Regions from separate parts of the Gasterosteus aculeatus genome. Here regions 2 and 3 are each linked to region 1. A link is a contact called in public Hi-C data. All regions are on one chromosome and are shown on one strand. The core of a region is the stretch at or near the end of the contact, and the rest is flanking DNA. Distances in the headings are between cores, read along the strand shown. Region 1 holds the start of irf2bp2a (interferon regulatory factor 2 binding protein 2a). Region 2 has its middle 11 kb from the start of pkr1. Region 3 has its middle 35 kb from the start of irf2bp2a.

What was found. Hi-C and Micro-C count contacts between places; a contact is called where the count stands out from the background.
Region 2: a Hi-C map of tail fin shows a contact between it and region 1, with 2.4 times the contacts expected there. The contact joins the enhancer-like site here to the promoter of irf2bp2a in region 1. A contact is called at or near these places in 4 of 6 Hi-C or Micro-C datasets (blood and trunk muscle, skeletal muscle, tail fin and 1 more).
Region 3: a Hi-C map of tail fin shows a contact between it and region 1, with 2.0 times the contacts expected there. The contact joins the enhancer-like site here to the promoter of irf2bp2a in region 1. A contact is called at or near these places in 2 of 6 Hi-C or Micro-C datasets (skeletal muscle and tail fin).

The regions. Positions count from the first base shown.
Region 1 is chr6:7,581,190-7,584,849 of fGasAcu3.hap1.1, forward strand. It overlaps irf2bp2a (interferon regulatory factor 2 binding protein 2a), which reads left to right and starts at 2,046. Exons shown (of 2, transcript XM_040177972.2): 1 at 2,046-3,298; 2 at 3,629-3,660. The coding sequence starts at 2,464.
Region 2 is chr6:7,641,139-7,644,798 of fGasAcu3.hap1.1, forward strand. No RefSeq gene overlaps it. Among protein-coding and RNA genes, the nearest start is that of pkr1, 11 kb to the right of the region's middle. Within about 2 kb of position 1,838, at least 3 of the 9 cell types and tissues checked have open chromatin away from gene starts, as enhancers often do.
Region 3 is chr6:7,616,146-7,619,805 of fGasAcu3.hap1.1, forward strand. No RefSeq gene overlaps it. Among protein-coding and RNA genes, the nearest start is that of irf2bp2a, 35 kb to the left of the region's middle. Within about 2 kb of position 1,911, at least 7 of the 9 cell types and tissues checked have open chromatin away from gene starts, as enhancers often do.

The DNA.
Region 1 (3,660 bases), core at 796-3,295:
ACAACTGCTTAACTGCAGCGCTGTGTCCTGCATTAACCTCCCTCCACTACGTGCAACATGCCTCAGTGGAGTTTGCTGCTCACGTTAACAGTTGCGCTAAAAAACAAGGTTATATAACATGAGCGTTGCTCTCATTGAGGAGAAACACAGGAAACATTCAGCGCTGTGTTTGGATTAAGCAGAAGACTTCACAGGGAATGTGTAATGATTCTCTCCCATGAATAAAAGATGGCCACTATAAAATGTAACAGGCTCAGAAAGAGATGTAACGTCATGTCGTCAGGCCTGCAGTGCTGTCACGTGCAAGGTATTAATTACCCTGGCTGTCATTAAGTTACTCCATGTTGGAAAAAAAAGAAAAGTTTGCAAGTTTGATTTTACTGTACATGCTTCGCCATCAGAGCGTGTTTGGCTTCGTTGGTCCTTTGTCGCCTCTGCACAGTGTAACTGTGTCTCTGCTTTCAAGCCGCTGCAGCGTTTATTTTAAAGCAATGGATTTTTCCATTATAGAAGCGGGTCATTTAGGATTTAATTGAATCCCAGCATGCCTCCCTCTTGCATAATAGTGTGTAGCTGTTTGCTTGCACAACAATCGGCTGAGTGGAAACCGAGGGATCAAAGCGTCAGGCAACCGTTTCCCGACAAACTCAAGGAAGGACTTTTGTTTATTTTCCCCCTTCACGGCAGTCAATTGCTAACTGTGTTATAATGCATTAAAGCTCTTCCGTGTGTCGTTTACCCAACGCGGACTGAGGTTTGAGAGAAAGCGGAGATGGGAAACAGTGTGACGGCAGTAAAACCATGTGATTGTCCTCAAGGGGATATTATTGTGATGCATTGTTAGGTTGCCTTGCAGAAAGAATCAAACATGCTGCAACTGCACCAAACGTTACATTCGCTGGGTGTCAACGGAGTTGTTTCCATGTACTCTAAACGGGTGAGGCGGATGAGGGTACGTGACTAAACATCTTGCTTCCTCTTTCCAACGTCACATGGACTTGCACAAACATATCCTGCTTTGTGTCTGCAGGTTACAGACGCATTGCCTCACCCGAAGCCCAAGGCTAAGCTGCAATGAGTTGGAATGAGCCCAGAGAGGGAGGAATCTCAACTACTGGGACACTCCTCCAGTTCAAACATACACTTTTCCTTCAGGGCGGTGGGGCTGTTTTTGTTTTTTTTTAGGCATATGACCTGTTTCTAGTGTCTGTTTTCCCATCATGTCACATTACTCGTTTTAAACCTATAGACTAACACACTTCATTTGAGGTTTGATAGTGAGTTTATTAAAAAAAAAGGGAGAAAGAAAAAAAAAAAGGACTGGCTGATTCATTCCTGTGTAATTTCATTTAGTGGCAGCTTTGCATGACTGACTGCTCAGTGCATGTGGGCAGAGCTATTTTCATGCTGTAACCCTGATCCATTCAAGCTTACAGCGCACTGGCTGGAAATCCCCACCTCATGACAGAGCTTCCTGGTTACTGGCGAACAGAGGCGCCCTTTTTCTCTCTTTAGTCAGTGCGCGTTGAGTTCACGACGGCGGGCAGTAAAACCCTGAAATATTCCCATTAAAAAAACGAACCTGCTGCTTTAACATAACATACATTTCTATAAGATCCCTGCTGGATTGACAGTTGTCGGACCCACCTCCTCCATTGCACAGCGGCAAAGCAGCGCCGCGCGTTGAGAAAAACAAGCCGCAGCGCATAACGCGCAGGACGGAGGACAAAGCGGCGGGTTACTGCGGGCGCTGGCGGCTCCCTCTCCCCCCGGTTTAATTCATCCCCCGGCGGTCTGCCGCCAAAATCACGTTTTTCATTAAAACAAAACAAAACCAAAATATTCTCGCTTGCACGATCGCAGGTATCTGCGGTGCCATGTTTCCTTTTTGTTGTTGTTGCGGATGGGTTATTCCCTTCAGGCGGACGCGGCGGTGACGGCGAACTGGGTGCAGTTCTGGCCGAGGTTCAAGTGATAAAATAAAAATAAATATTAAAAAAAGAAGTGAGTGACAGAGGCTGCGGTATCTGTGTGTGTGTGTGTGTGTGTGTGGCGGGGGGAAGGGGGTGGAGGGGGAGGAAGGGGGAGGAAGGGGGGGCTGTCGAAGAAATCAAGTCAATAGAAACTGAAGTGGAAGCAGGCGTTTAGAGCTCCGCGGTGACGTCACGGCTCCACGTTGGGCCAGTAGTGGCGCGTCGCTGGAGATAGATAGAGGAGCGCCGTAGTAAAGTACACACCGACATCAACGTCTCCCTCTAAAACTTCAACGTCGTCGCTCGAAAAAAGTCGGGACGAGACGCATTTGTGGGGTGTTTTTTTTTTCCTTCTCGACAATCGGAACTTGCTCCTTTTTTTTTTGGGTTGTTGTTGGCTTTTTTAAAAGGGCGCTCCGGAGGAAAGCAGGGGGTAAAAACACATTTTGGGTTCCTTTTTTTTGTTGGAGGGGGGTCGACGACGAGCGCTATGTCGTCCGCGGCGGTCGCTGCGTCTTCCAGGAGGCAGTCGTGTTATTTGTGCGACTTGCCCCGCATGCCGTGGGCCATGATCTGGGATTTTACCGAGCCCGTCTGCAGGGGATGTGTCAACTACGAAGGAGCCGACCGCATCGAGTTCGTCATCGAGACGGCCCGGCAGCTCAAGCGGGCTCACGGCTTCCAGGAGGGCAGGTCTCCCGGTCCCGGGAAGTCGCAGCTCTCCGGCAAGGAGATCCAGGCGATCAACCACGCCGCGGCGGGGGACCCCGGCTCCCGGCCGCCGCAGCCGCTGGACCGCTACCCGCTCTCCTCCGACCGCCCGCCGCGGCTGGGTCCCGAGTACCAGTCCGGCAGGCAGGCGAACGGCATCCCGGTCCCCAATGGATTTCCTAAGCCCGACGAGCCGCCGGAGCTGAACCGCCAGAGCCCCAACCCGCGCAGGAATAGCGCGGTGCCCCCGAATCTAGTGCCTTTGGTTAACGGGAGCATGGCCCCGGCGCACGCGGTCAACGGGCGAGGCGGCCAGATGGGACTCCCCTCCGCGCTGGCGGGCGGCAGCCCCGCCGAGATGGGCAAGAGACCCGCCTCGGTCTCCAGCACCGAGCACGACAGAGACGGGAAGGAGAAGCACAGACCGGACAGCCTCACGCCGGAGCTCTCCGACGGCCACAAAAACCGGGCGGACCAGGACTGGATGAGCAAGGGCAAGACGGTGAGGGACCTGATGGCTCTGCACACGTTCGACAACAGGTTCAAGAAGGACCACGCGGCCATGCAACAAAGGGTTATGGGCTACGAGACCAGCGCCACGTCTTCTAAGTCAGGTGAGCATCCAGACGTGTTGAAATTTAAGGATATTTTCTGTCATTTTTCCCTTTTTTTTGGTGCAAAATTCAATATTGTATTGTATTCGATGACTCGTTCGTGCACACGAACGGGTTAATAACGTGTGAAATGACACATCTAGTAGTAGGTCTGCACAATTCGAGGTGCATACTGCATGCGTTTTGTTGTGCTCGTTATTATTGTTTTGCACCCCGTGGTACAGCCCAAAAAAAAAAAAGGAATTGCACATCTCTCCACTAGTGTAATTATTGAGCAACAGTCTGAGCTGTGCAACTCAACGGCTCTGTTTAACCCTTTCCCACCTCCAGACAGAGGAAAACACCCCCGGAGCATGAAGAGA
Region 2 (3,660 bases), core at 588-3,087, 60 kb after region 1:
CATATTCATGATTGGAAATTAAAACATCTAATCAAGTCCAGCTGTATCACCGGCGCTAGAAGACCATCTTATACTTTGTGTTTTTGAAAATAGTGACCTGTGGAACAATTATCAAAGTATCAGTGTAAAAATTTGCTCAAGTGCTGTTCTTATTACAATTTTGAGGGGCCTGTATTTCACTTTATCCTTATTTCCATTTTTCTCTGCCTCTATACTTCTCTTCCACTACAACGCGATGACACCGCATAACGTGCGGGGCTCCTCAAGGTCCCATCATGGGACGTCTATGCGCTTCCTTTAGGCCCAACTATACAAACAAACTAGTAATAATAATTAAGCAGATGTCATTACATTTCACTCAACACTCAAGGGTAATAGTGGCACTGCAGGAACTTTGTGTAACTGCATCCAACAAATCAATGACAGTATGAGGCCAAATATTCTCCGACTAAATAAAGATAAGACAGATAACTGACTTTGGAGCGGAGAAAAGACCTCACCTCACTTGACCTCAGCACCCTCTCTCTCATGACAAAAGAGTCAAGGCAGAAATCACTTTGTCTACTTAATACCGTCTTAGTACCATCCCGACAAGAATTAGCTTGATTCAATGAGAACGATCCACCACAGAGAGCGATTCATTTTATTCACAAAAGATCCTCATAGCTAAAAGAGGAAAAGGTGGTTTCAGTAAAGCATGCGATTGAATGATGGAAACAGCTGCCGGCTTCGCCTCATCCATCTAATCCCACCTATTGTGGTGGCCTCTTTCATTCATGGATTGGGACATGTCTCAGCAAGACACGCGCTGCTGCTCTCACCAGTCTTCAGGTGTTTTCATACGAGTCCTCCAAAGAAAGGAGAATCCAGATGAAAGATCAAATCTGTTTTAAGTTCATTTGTATTAAACATACGACCTTAAGTGACCTTTCACGCAAATGCAAAGCCTCAGGCAGGAAATAGAGCGCGTTGGCTCGAGCAGGACACAGATCGTGTGGAGCACCATCCAGAGGGCCGGGCGTGTCAGCGGGTGGGGAAGGCAGAGCAGATAAAACAAATCCTAAAAAGCTCCTGGCAGCGGAATAAAACGGCCCCCAACGGGTGTCTGTCGTGGCTCGGTGTTCAAGCGCTGGCCCCCTTTTTTCTGTTTCTGGCTTTGTTCACGTCCTGGTTTCGCAGCGCTTTCATCTCCCTCCCAGCTTCTCCCATAGGTGCCGGCCAGATAATCACCGACACACAAGAGGAGGAGGCAAATGTGAGTCCACAAACATTACAGACGTAATTCATCCCTGTCGATTCACTTTATTGTTCAATTCAACTGCCAGTTTGATGAGCTTCAGGTAATCAATGCTGCCATCACGCCGCCCACATTTACTGTCACTTAGCATTTAAATTATGCCGTGAAGTCAGCTTGCTTGATCCTGCCAGGGATGGATATTGTAATTTCCAGACTGTAAACACTTCAATATGAAGCTTTTAATAGCGCATGGACTTGAATCCTATCGCATGGCTCCAGTCTGTTGCTGCAGGAGCAGCATCCTTCCTTCTCAATTATTTAGAAGCAAATAAAATTGTTACTTTACTCCCTTTTAGGGGGACTGCGTTTCCTATTTTTAAAACCACAAGTATGATATATTTATGAGAGCAATGAGGAGGACGTTCAGATGTCTGCGTGCTTGTTCTGGAGGGATCCGCGTTGCACTGTGGTTGCAGTGGGCTCAAACTCAACATAACACCCGTCACATATAAAGTCACAAGCTCTGACACCACGTGCGCTGTTTCTGTTCCTCCCCGGTGCAAGATGTCTCCCCATACGTCTCACACGAGCTTCCACTCCAGCGGCGTGATTGCGTCACCTCACGCGTGTCTTTCCGGCGGCCGACCGGTACAACAGCTGGGCCGTCAGAAGGTGTCGTTTCTGCAAAAGAAAAAAAAACGGAAATAACTGGCTGTGAAAGCCTGCAGAGGATCCTCCTGACACGCTGACGCCTCCCCTGCTGCTCTGCTGTGAACTGCTGAACTCCACATGGGCCTGACTCTACACCTTGTTAAAGATTTACCTCTGCCGATGTGCCCTTGACCCTTTGAGGCTGAGAGGTGTGGCGGCGAGTGCACAAAGACTTTTGGACAGTTTGGGGATTTAAGGGGGCAGCAGGCGGTTGACGACTTTTCTGGCTTTGCCAGTTGACGGCGTTGGCAGGCCGTCAAGACAGAGAATGCAATATCACTTGTAGTAAATTACCAGCCCACACAAAGTGACACGAGGCGTCGTAAGTCACGTTGTTCTGACAGCTCCTTCAGCTGCCACGCGGAGCGCAGGTCTGCCAAACAGCCACACACACACACACACACACACACACACACACACACAAACAGATAGGAAAAACAATACTTATTACTTACTTATACTTATTTCTCCAAAGTGTCCAAAGTGACACGTTGTGGTTCAAAGGAGTTACTTTAGGTGTGACTTAAAGATGAATCGGAGAATCTTACTGTTTATGGACATTTGTTAGATCGAGAAGACCAACCGGGACAGCACGCTGTCCATCAGTCTGTCCATCAGTGATAAACAACAACGCCTAATCAAAGACCTCCTGTGGTGTCAAAATATTCGGCTACTCTCAAGAGACAGAGGGAAGTATTTGTGAGTGAATATAAAAAGTGTGAATGAATGTTGTGATGAATGGTTTGACTGACGTTGGGTAACGTTTGCGTACCGTCTCTGATTTACAGGGCATTTGATGTCCACCAGTTGTGATGGAGTGAGTTTTATAGCGGAAATATGTGTGAGAGGGAGATTGAGTCTGCTCTGCTCACTGGAGCTGATTCTGGTGTTTTTCTTTGAATTAGGCCATTTAATATAATCTGTAGGGGGAAGAACAACACTGTCACTGTGTCTGGTGAAACCTTCTTCTGTGGTCCGTCAAGAGTGCGATGTGACATACGCCCAACAAAATCTTCTGCAGGCTGTGGTGACAATACGCATTTGTTTTGCAAAGAAAATATCAGTGTTCATTGAGTCCATGTCCCACAAGTCACTTTCCCTCATTAGAAAGGACACATTTTTGATGGAAGAATGTCAATTCCTCCAAAACTAGTGTAGTGTGCATTACTTCAGTGAAGAGTGGGACCACATTATTCAAACAACATACTTTCAAATTGTATCAAAAACATAACAATTCTTAGTTCTGTGTGATTGAAGAGAATTTAAGTGATGATATCACTCATTTACAGGCTGTAATTCCAAAACACTGAGCTGAAACTATCAATCCATCTTTCCGTGAGCAACGTCTTGCTCCTTATGGTCCTTTTAAACAACACATCTGTCTCGTAAGTGGAGTGGACAGTGGCAGGATGTGGAAGAGAAGAGGTGGAAAGTCCACAGTGAAAGCCAAGTGGGGCCTCTGGGGCGACGCACAAACTGCAGTCTTGCTCCAGTTAACCGGGGCTCACCACAGGTTAAGTGGGCAATAACTCAACAACAGAAACCTCTGAAATAGGCATGTGCATATATGCACGGGCCCGGTAGATAACTGCACGTCTCGTGTGACCTCAACTGGCATTTTACTTTTTTTTTTAAATATCTGCTCGTGGCCGATAGTTTCTGCCTTGGCAGGAAGGCGGATTCCTAAAACACACCGAGCAGAGAACAAACCC
Region 3 (3,660 bases), core at 661-3,160, 35 kb after region 1:
ATGGGAACACAAGCACGACACGACAGACGACAGACTTTGTCGAAGGAGATGTAAGGACACGGCGGTGAATTGCCCAAATCTGCCTCCCTTTCTGTCTCTGTGTGACTTATGCGGGTAAATATTGCACCAGAAGACTTCCACGATGACTCAAGCCCCAGCGCCGACAATGAAACTGGAATAACTCCATCTTCCCGCGGCTGGATAAGGCTCTTGTGCAACGGGCCGTAGCTTCGTTTCCCAGAGTATTTTTTATAACCTTGCAAAGATGTCTATCTGATTCAGACTTCCTGTAAATGTGACCCGGCGTGGCTTTGAAATCCAAACGGCTGGTTTGTGCTGCTCTCACTCTCAGCTCTTTTGTTTACAATTCCTCTTTTGGAAAACTATTATTCAACCAAGCAAATATGTGCCGTCTGCTTGGCTTGTATATTAAAATCTACCCCTGTGACATCGCGTTTGCTTAAAAGCATCCTACCCCCCCCGGGAGTGTTTGTATAGCTTAGCTTCGGTCACCTGGGCCAGTAATATGTTTTGACTGTCAAGAGTCAGAGTTAGCTCAGGGCGGCGGCGCTGTGTTGCAGGCAAAAACAGGCCCCCGGTTGTCATGCGGGCCACAGGGCTGCTGGGATGGAAAGCCAAAGCCCTGCGGTGAGATCAGCGTGTGGAGGAGGACTATGTTTGAGAATGAGCCCCTGTGGGCTGTTGATGCTGTGCTGAAGCAGCATTGCTCTCATCTAGATGGAGGAAAAACAAATAAAGCCTATAAACTGAAACTAAAAACACATCATTACTGCACACTGCCGTGTTATTTCTGGTTGCCGTCAGTTGCATCACGCACTAAACCAACTGTGCCATTTAGTATTAGGGGAGTTTTCTATCCGAAAAAAAACTAAATGGGCTACCAAGCGGAGGCACGTTATTGAATTTGCACATGTATTTCCCTTAGCCTTTATTGGATTTAAATGATTACATTAGATGTCAAGAGCTGTTCATACCTGAGTTTCTAGCTTTTTCATTTAGTGCAACACTGTGTCACCATTTTATCCAAATCCATTGAAAAAAACGTCTCACAGTATGTAATATCTCATTTTTTGCTTTGAAGATCTTTATTTTCTCCAGTGCTCCTTTTGCATGAAACATTAAAATATGAATTACTCCATTGACACTAAATATTGTCTTTTTCCTTTTTTGGGGGGCACTGTTGTCGTAGTTAGAAGTGTAAGCTTCTATCCGGCTTAGTCGTAGCACTTTCTAAAACCTTTTGAGAGGCAATAGATTCAATATTAAATGTTAAAGCACCAATACAGTGGCTTGACAAATGTGCATGCATGCTTTTCAATTGATTCCATGAAATGCACTCAGGATGAAAAAATACACAGAGAAGAAAATGGCAAATTGTCAGAGACATTTATTATTTTCCTGCTTGACACGTTACAGCATAATTTTACATCAGTCACCAAGGCAAAATCATCATCATATCCAGATAAATGCACATTATCATAACTATAACAATGACCCCAACAATAAACACAGGGCTGGCCTTCAGCGGAAAGCCGCGCCCGCTCTTCACCTGGGTCCCTCTTCTGCTCACCATTGCACACCTTTCCCTCTCACCACTAAGATAATTGTCTTCACTGCCTCGAGCAGGGGGAGGGGGGATCTCTGTGATGAACCCGTACAGATGAAAGAGAGCAACGTGACGACAGGTGGGGGAAAAAAGAGCAAACACGACCTGGCGGGGAGTTTTTAAGCGGTGGCGGCTAAACAAAGGCCCGAAAGCAATGTAAATCCCTCCCTCCTCTGGCGTGGCGGCCGGGCATGCTGCAGCGCCGTCTGTGCTCCTGTGCAGACCAGCTCTGCTGTGGCTGCGGGCTATCAAGGAGGAGCGGTGGGCAGGGTGTGTCTGCGTACCACGGAGGCAGGTGGGCAGATAGCTCTCAGAAGTACAGGGAGGGGAGGAGCGGGAAAGGGGGTGAGGGGTGGGGCGGGGTGGAGGGAGGGAGGCCGAGCAGGTGGCGTGTTGCTCCTGGCTCGCACCCAGCGGCCACGGAGCGCCAGGTTGATATGACAACGCAGCTGACGAAATCAGGCAGACATGTAGTTTAGCCTGTAACCTTTTCAGCTGGAGAGACAAAGACATGCCGCGTGAATGCGGAGGGTTGACTTTGTCCAAACACGTCCTTTCAGGGCTTTTCTCAATATAACCATCTGCCCTTTCTGTGCCTTTATCTCGGTGTCCTTTCTCTGAAACATATAATGTAACATTTGTGTTGCTGTGTACTCTTAACGGTATTTGGGGTGGAAGATATATTGAGATCCTTTTGTTACTTATCAAAAGAAATTATCCATAAAATCACCTTCAATGACTGACATTATTAGGATATATTTTAGATGGGATTCCCGACCAAATAAATATTTTTTTAAAACAAAGACACATGTCTGAATAAAACATTTGAACTTTTGATTGTTTTGTTTTTTTCCTTAAATATTGGCATATTTCTATTTAGAACAATTTCAACTGTTTGGAGGAGAAATGGGAGAAATAGGGGAGGTACAAAAAAACAATAAAACATTAACAAAACATAATACACTTATAAGGAGGAAGTTTGGGGAATCTCTGGTTTAGTTCTTGACAACAAGTTAAATATTTCCCTCAGATAATTTGCAGATTTATGAACATATACGGTGTTGATCGAGGCAACGCTTCCCTCTTGGTCACTTTACAAGACTGCACACACTGTTGTCCAAGATAACTGGAAATGTTTCATCAAAGCTGCCAAGGAGACACTAAGGGTGTGTGTTTATACAGATATGTTGTGTGTTTATAACACAGATGTGTAGATATATATCTGTGTGTATGTATTTAGCGGCATGTTTTGAGAGCAGAACTAGAACAGGCTCGGGGCTAAACAAAGCGCCCGCTGTCATAAGCCATCACGTTCTAATAAGGCATAACCTAGTCCTGGGTGGGCGAGGGAAGCCGCTGTTTTTCTGCTATTTCCATTTATAGACTGCAGCAACGAGCCCCCGGGGAGATTGCTCGCCATGACTCATGTCTCCAGTTCCTCAGGTCCAGACTGCACTCGCTCCCTCCCTTATCATCCCCGAGCGCCGCGGCCTTTTTCTACCCCGTTTACTGGCTCGGTTTATCTCACCTTGCTTATTTTCATTACTAGCACCGCTTGTGCTTTCATTCATACAAGAGAAATCCTTGTAAGCCTCGTCAGAGAAAATGAAAATGCAAAAAAAAAAAAAAGAGAGAGAAAGAGGGAAAGGAGTACAATGGAATACAAAGGAGTGAAGCGCCAGCAACAAGCCAGCCGCCGTAGCTGAAGATGAAAGCGTTAAGCGGGCTGAATCAGGCCCACGTAAATAGTGGCTACAGTGCAGACGGCGGCCATTTCCCAGAATTGTTGTTGTGGTGAAACGGCAGCGTCAATATGGGGGGAAGTCTCTGTCTGCCTTTCCCAGCACGGCAGCCTGCAGGCTTTTTCACTGTCACGTGGCCTGCTTGTCCTATCCCACCCCTTCCTGCCCCTCCTCCTCTTGGTTATATTCCAGTCACGGCAAACCCCATCCTCCCTCCAACACCACCCCCCCCCCCCTCCCTCTCCCCTCTACGCGCCCCTCTGAGCTCCGCCAGGTCACCCGCCTCGTTTG